2 separate regions of the Rattus norvegicus genome follow, and region 2 is linked to region 1. Evidence: chromatin contacts called from public Hi-C data. All regions are on one chromosome and are shown on one strand. The core of a region is the stretch at or near the end of the contact, and the rest is flanking DNA. Distances in the headings are between cores, read along the strand shown. Region 1 has its middle 270 kb from the start of Dusp10. Region 2 holds the start of Dusp10 (dual specificity phosphatase 10).

What was found. Hi-C and Micro-C count contacts between places; a contact is called where the count stands out from the background.
Region 2: a contact with region 1 is called in a Hi-C map of the A7r5 cell line, with 3 times the contacts expected there. The contact joins the promoter of Dusp10 here to the enhancer-like site in region 1. A contact is called at or near these places in 2 of 12 Hi-C or Micro-C datasets (the A7r5 cell line and mammary epithelial cells) and 1 of 1 datasets of contacts at active chromatin or transcription factors (oligodendrocytes).

Annotation. Positions count from the first base shown.
Region 1 is chr13:97,876,124-97,879,677 of GRCr8, forward strand. No RefSeq gene overlaps it. Among named protein-coding and RNA genes, the nearest start is that of Dusp10, 270 kb to the right of the region's middle. Within about 2 kb of position 1,963, at least 6 of the 93 cell types and tissues checked have an H3K27ac peak or open chromatin away from gene starts, as enhancers often do. A contact at or near this core is called in the A7r5 cell line, where this site is marked.
Region 2 is chr13:98,143,986-98,147,539 of GRCr8, forward strand. Dusp10 (dual specificity phosphatase 10) reads left to right here and starts at 1,908. Exons shown (of 4, transcript NM_001105734.1): 1 at 1,908-2,022.

The DNA.
Region 1 (3,554 bases), core at 713-3,212:
CTCTCCTTCATAAACGGTGAGTGCTTCCTTGTCGATCTTTAAGAATACGTTATTGGGGTAGAGTCTGCAAGCGGTGCTAAGCACTTGCCAGTACTATCTGTTAGGATGTTTTGATCTCTCTGGTGTTCACAGAGACTCTTGCCCCATCTTCGTTTGGATGATGAGAACAGGACAGAATTCCTTACTGTTCCTAGACACTTATTAAGGAGGTCATTTGAACCACAGCACTTGAAGCACAAGGACAAGCTCACTGCACTTCCCTGGGACTATGCTGGATGTTGACAGCTGGTCTGTCTCACCACCCATTTCCCAGCCTTCCAATAGCAGCAGGCTGAGCATCAGACCTCCCGGGCTTCTTCCCTATATCCTGTGATATAGAGAGGACCTCTGGAGAACTGACGCAGACCAACCGATGCACAGAACTGCTTCGAAACCTTTCGGCTTTGATATTAGACTGCAGCGCTGTAACACATTGCTTATACTACTAATCTTCTGTGGAATTATTTATACTAATATTTGAGCGGTCTGCCTAACCAGAATTAGGGATATATAGAAAGGCATGCTAGTCATATGGAAGTCAGTTATAAATATTGGAGGAGATAAATATGGCTAGCAGATTTAAACACTACCCGGTGTATATACAGATGTATTTAAAGACTGCATGTCTTTCTGACATCTATAATTTTCCGTGGGGTATGTATATGTTCACGTGTATGTGTTCTTGTGTGGATACAGGGCTATGGAGGCCTGAGGTCAATACTGAGGTGTCTTCCTTAGTCACTCTCTTGTCTTCAGTTCCTCAGCAATGACATTGTAGAAGCAGGAGGTTGTGCATTTACACACTTCTGCACTTATGTATGCAGGTGTGTGTACACACACACACACACACACACACACACACACACACACAGGTTCAAATTCTTTTTCCCCTGCTTATGCCATAATCACTTTGCTGACTGAGCCATTTTTCTAGTCCCAACATGTTTGCTTTTTATGCTATTATCTATTAGTTAAGAAAATGAAAGCTTGCCCGAAAGTTTCATGAATGTGTAGAATTTGTAATGACCACCATAACTTGGAAAAGAGTTTATTATAACTTAATTACTAGGAATTTGCTAAAGTCTAGTGCATAGCCCCTTCTCTCCCTTTGCCTTTCAATTGGTAATTAAAAAATTCTCTATGTTCATAATGTATATGAATTTGTGTGTGTGTGTGTGTGTGTGTGTGTGTGTGTGTGTGTGTGTACAAATGGTAGAACACCTAAATCAAATTACTTAACATAAACTCTACCTCACCCTATTATTATTTGTGAAAAACTGGTAAGAGCGATATGATTTCCTCTCTTAGCATGACGTGTAATAATTGCTCTCTTCAACTTTCCACCTTCTATGCAGCTAAGTTTATTGTCCTTTGACTAACACCCTCCACACCCAAAGATAATTCTACATCATGAAATCCAATAGTGACTCATTTCTAGCAAGGATCTAGTGGTTGATAGGAAGAAAATGGGGCTGTTATGTGGTTGTAATGACTTCTCCCTTCTTGGGGCTTCTGTCAGAAAAAGTACTCTTTGTTTTCTGTCTTTTTTTTCTATGCTGGAGAACCACACTCAGGGTCGCACGTGTGCTGGACAAACGCTGGACACCAGACTTACTCTGCTCGTTCATTCCACACAGGCAGAGGCAATTTCTATTTTTCGAGGTGGTTTTTAGCTCCTGGGTGTACAGAGAGGGATAAAGGTGAAGACCACAACGATGGCTGAATTTTCCATACGCTGAGACTCCATGGTTCACAGAAATTGTGATGAGAGATAAACAAAAAGCGTGGCCTCTAGATGTTGGGCTCCTTCATGTAGGTGAGAGAGACAGAGCTGCCCCTGCTGTGTGGTGTGGGATCCAGGAGTCCAGCCACAGCACTTCCCCCTATAACCAACACCCCACTGGGCTATTAATCTTCTGTAAACCAGGAAATGTCCCGGCATGTTGTTCATGCCATTGAGTGATGACTTATCATGCAGCTGATCCTTATGGTTCATGGATTTGGAATTTGCAAACTCACCGACTTGCTCAATTATGAGTTGATCTGAGAATCAACACCCATTGCTTTGCAGAGTGGCAGCACTCGAGCCACGGAGTTGCAAATTCCTAGGCACCTAACAAGGAGGTACTAACAGACTTCAGCTTTCTGTGAATCATTTAGGATCTTTTTCTTCTTATCCGTTTTGTAATTGTATTTCTTGGTGAGTTTGCAGTCGAGAGAGGGCCCAGGTGTCATGCGGATGTGCTAATAAATGTGGACAGCGTGGGCCTTGTGGAGAAAATGTGAATGAAGGTGAGCTGTGCGCAGACATGAATTACTACACATTTGGCCTTGAGCTCCATGTTTATGAATCGACAGCGTACATTAAACAAGATGTCTCCAAGCAGAATCACACAGTAAATAAGGTTATGTATTGATCTGTTGGCGAAATTATTGCTGTTAGAGACCCGTGTCAAGCTGCTCTGTAGTTCTCCTACAGCAATGGCTCAGAATTCCTTAATTCAGTTTCCCTGTAATTTCCTAGAACATGATTGCTGGGAGGACCAGGAATCAGCTGTCTACAGTGATTTTTACTGACAAGTGACTAAGGGATTTCTGTGCGTGTGTCCACTTTAAGTGTATATTAAAACTACCTGAGGGAGGTATTAGCAGCACTCCCATTTGGCAGATGGAAAAGCAGAAGTAGAAAGAGAGTATGTATCTGTTTTCAATCTTCAGCAGGGAGAAGAAGGACGGCAGGACACAGGTTAGGTTCAGTCTCTGTACTAAGACCTCACATGGGCCAAGGTAGCCAAAGACTGTGTTCAAGGCAAACCCTGGAGTGCGAAGGATCTCTGTGAAGCTTAAATGACAGCCAGGACAAGAACAGACTGGGTCCTAGGATAAGAAATTGGCAACAGGGCTAGGTGGCAGTTGGGAAACACCTATTGGGCCAGAGTTGAGAGCTCATTTTTCACACTTCCTCGGAGAGGAAAGCCTTGAAACTTACCTTATCCACCTGCAGGGAGACACAGACTAAGCTTCGGGATAGGAAGGGAGCTTGAAGGGAAAAATACACGCTCCTCCTGGATCACTCAGGGTCACAGGTTCAGGAAGCGGTTCTGTCCGGAACCTTGCGTGGTGGCCAGTTGTGAGAGTGAAAGTCAGTGTTTAGTATAAGCTCTCCCCTAGCTGCGAATGCCTCCAGTTCTTACCTCCTAATCGACCCCACTTATCCTCTACCTCACCCTGCTTTGTAACCGTTGTGACTCTGTGGGGACACACAGTAGTTTCCCTCTTATCAGATGCCCAGGGAAACATTATGCAAATATATGGTGTTTCGGAAGATGTGATTTGTCATCATTGATTCAGGATTGCTTGGTTTATAGCAGATAAATTTGTATTTCAAAAATAAATCTCTGGCCACGGCCATACATGCTTAAAAAGAAGTGAACAGACTTATTTACCTTTGAACAAGGTGAATTTCCAAACATGTCTGTCTGATTTTGTCACCAAGATGACACAATGCTTCAGGA
Region 2 (3,554 bases), core at 658-3,157, 270 kb after region 1:
AAATGGCAGACCTAAGTAATACCTAGCACTCAAATGGACAATGGGGACCCCAGGAGGCACACACTCAGTAAATACTCAGGGATAGATAGTCTGTGATCTTTAAGCTACAAGCCTACAAATTTGTTCTGGGAATTTCTCTTCTGGGTTCTATGGAAAATACACACAGCCTAACTCTTCCACTAGCCGGACTGTTAATCCTCAAAGATCTAAGGACCAAATGCTGTGACCTGGACACTCATGTGCGGACATTCAAGTATGGGTGATGTGGTCAGAATGGAGCTACAGAAAATCCTTTTGCAACACCAGTGTGCACTTGTGTACAAGTACTGAACTCCAAGGGAGATCATGCTAAATTGACCGAGATAGCCAGCTAAGTTGACGGTTGGACATCTTCTGATCACAGATCAACACATCAATGGTGAAAGAATGGCGTCTAAAGTCTGCTTTCAAACACCTCCCATCATTAAGAACGACTGAACCTTCCACAGAGCTGATAATGTTTTATTTCGCTTCAATTACTTCACATTTTGGTGGTCTTCTCTGAGCTAGAAGGGGGTAGGGTATAAAAAGCTCTATTGCTTTAGGATTCTTTGATGCAACTTCGTCACAGTTCATCTGGGCTTTTCCACTCCTTTGAATTCCAGAGTCACTCTTTTGCACCTTCCCTGATACTTTTCTGGCAAGGCGCTGGCAGGCTTGCCCAGCTTCCCACTTCTCTTCAGCGGACACATGCCACGACCATCTACTCCTCTGATGGACAAAGTTCGGGGAGCCGGGAGAGCTGGCGTGGGCCCTTCCATGCTCCTCAACCGCCGCTCATTCTGGCTGTACACCCCGAGCTCCGGCTCCTTCCCTCCAGCGCTTGCTGTTCCAGCCTGGCGCTCCTTGGCTCGCCGAGGGCCCTGCGCCACTGGGGGCCGGGGGCGGCCCAGCACCGGGGGACGGATGTATTGCGGGTTCCAAAACAACACGGCAGGGGAGGCGGCCGAGGAGGACACTGAGACTGGGGTGGGAGGAGGAGGTCGGTGCCGGGGCTGAGGGGTTTGAGGAGAGTTCGGAGGGCCCGGCCACGCCCAGCTCTGCGGGACGGCGCCCACGCTGCCGCTCAGCACGGGCCCCCACTGGCTGCCCGCACAGAGCCAGGCGTCCTCCTCCGTGTAGTTCTCTGGGGTGCAGCTTTCGGGTTCGGAGTCGGGCTCCTGAGAACAGACTGGGGACGGCGGAGGAGTGACAGGGGCACAGAAGTAGGGGAACAGAAGCACCGCGCGCAGCCGCCGCGCAGGAGAGCAGTAAGGTAGCCGGAGGGGCAGCGACATCTGCGGGCCGGGCCAAGCGGGGCTACGGGGAGGCCGGCCCTGTGCACGCTCACGTCCCGCGCGGCGCAGCTACAGCCATGGAGGGACCCTGTTTCGAGTCGTCTCTGGCCTCGGGAAAGTTGGACGGGCACTCTGCCTGGAATCAAAAGGTGGAAAGGAGACCCCGTGAGGCTGTGTCCGCACCAGGGGGCAGGGAAGGGTCAAAAGAACCAGTTTCAGCCAGAGCGACCAGAGCAAGCCATTGACACTTCAGTCCCGGGAAGGGTTAACCGCGTCCAGCTGCCTAGGTTTACATGTAAATAGAGAGCCGCTGCTCCAAGCGGGCCCGGGCTAGCACTTTTAAGTTTTTGATTGGTTGCCAATGACATCACCACCCGCGTTCTAACACACCAAACCCACAAGCGCGTCCGAGCCGGCCTCCATCCCAAGGCGAGGCCTCGCCCCTTTCTCCACCCTCCTTGGCCTCCTATTGGTCAGAGACCACTGTGATGTAGCGGGCGGCTGTCTCTGGGTCCTCACTGGCGCATTGTGCTGTCGCTCGGAGTCAGCCCCGCCTCCTCCAAAGCTTACATTTACGCTGTAGCAAAAGAGAAAGTAACTCTGTGTTGCTGCTGGGGATCAATGAAGCTGAGTGAATGGGGGCGCACTGCGCGAGCGCATAGCTGAAGCGGGCGCCAGATGGTAGAGGGCTACGCTTATTGATGAAGTAAGTGGAAGACATTACGGTCACTCAGAGCTGGAGGGCGGAAGGTTTTGTGTGTGTGTGTGTGTGTGTGTGTGTGTGTGTGTGTGTGTGTGTGTGTGTGAGAGAGAGAGAGAGAGAGAGAGAGAGAGAGAGAGAGAGAGGGGACTGAGACAGAGAGAGATAGACAGAAACAGAGACAGACCCACATCAGGCAAGGAAGATCCTAAGATTTAGGTTTTTGGGTCTGTTTGCCCTGGAATGAAGGGGGAAATGAGTTTTGGTTTGGTTAAGGTGCTTTATGGCAGTTTTCAAAGCCCAAGGCTTTGCTGATGCTCTGTGGTTGCATGGAAGAGAGATGCTACGTACCCCAGGAGTGGGGAATTTTTTCTTCAGTCCATGTTAGTGATGGAAGGGAGATTAGCAAGAAAGCGGGTAGGGGGGTAGTGCTATTTTTTTGTGGGAGGTTTCCCGGGCCAAACCGGATGGGTTTGGAGCTATCTGCTGCAAGGATGCAGATCTCCGTGCACTCTGCCTGTGTGCGAGCAGCACAGTGTAGAGGTACGGGTCCCAGCCTGTGTCTCTGGAAAGTCGTTCCTGGGTCCCCCTCCTAGGGAATGGGCTACTGATCCTGGATGTCCCTACCAGGTAGCACAATAGCAAAGACTTTGTCTGCATTTATGGTCCAGCCGAGACACAGTTACAGTTTCTGGAATAGTACTCGCTATGAAAAAAAAAAATACTACGCAAAGGAGGCAGGGAAAGAGGGAGGGAGGGATCCTTTGCTCCCAACCAAAGGTGGGTGAGAGAAACCGGAGTCAGTGGGGATATGCCTACACGGGTGGGTACGTGCTCCTGGGTGCGCGTGTGTGGATTTTCGCTGGTGACAATTTGGCTCGGTCTCAGAGAACAGTGCCGGTCATGAATAGACCGATGATTCTTGATGTTTTTCCAGACAGCTCTTAAAGTTCCTTTAGATGAGTGGCTTTTGCTTGGGGTTTGATTTCTCTATTAGACGAGTCAGAATTGCTATGTTATAGAGTGGCCTTCTGCCTGGGGGGAGGAGGTAAGTGACCCATTGCAGGCACCCTTGGAGGAGGCAGAGGTAACCCCTGTGGGCACTACTTCCTCGCTTCCCAATTAGCCTGTCTGTAGTAAAGGGACAAGTGAGGTGGCTCTCATCTTTGCTGTTTCCAAGAAGAATATCAGTACAGGACTGAGACATTTTTTACAAGTTCCCACTCCCATGGAGATGTAAAGTCTGCACTGCACTACCCAGGTGAAACTCAAGGGCCCCCCCTTTTTGCATAGGGGCACAGCACAGAGAGGGGTAAGGACAAGTGGGGTCACAGAGGAATGGGTCATGGGCCAGTTTCGGTTGGAGTTCGCAGACCTGACTCCCTTGGCCACTTGGTTTTTGGACAGTTATTCATAGTATAAGGGGAGCATGCAGCTTGATTTGATTTGGCAGAGGCTAGTGTAAGCTTTGAATAGGACGATGTTGAGCTTTTCAAAGGACTCGCCAGAATGGAAGGCACGATTAGCTCCTAGCCATG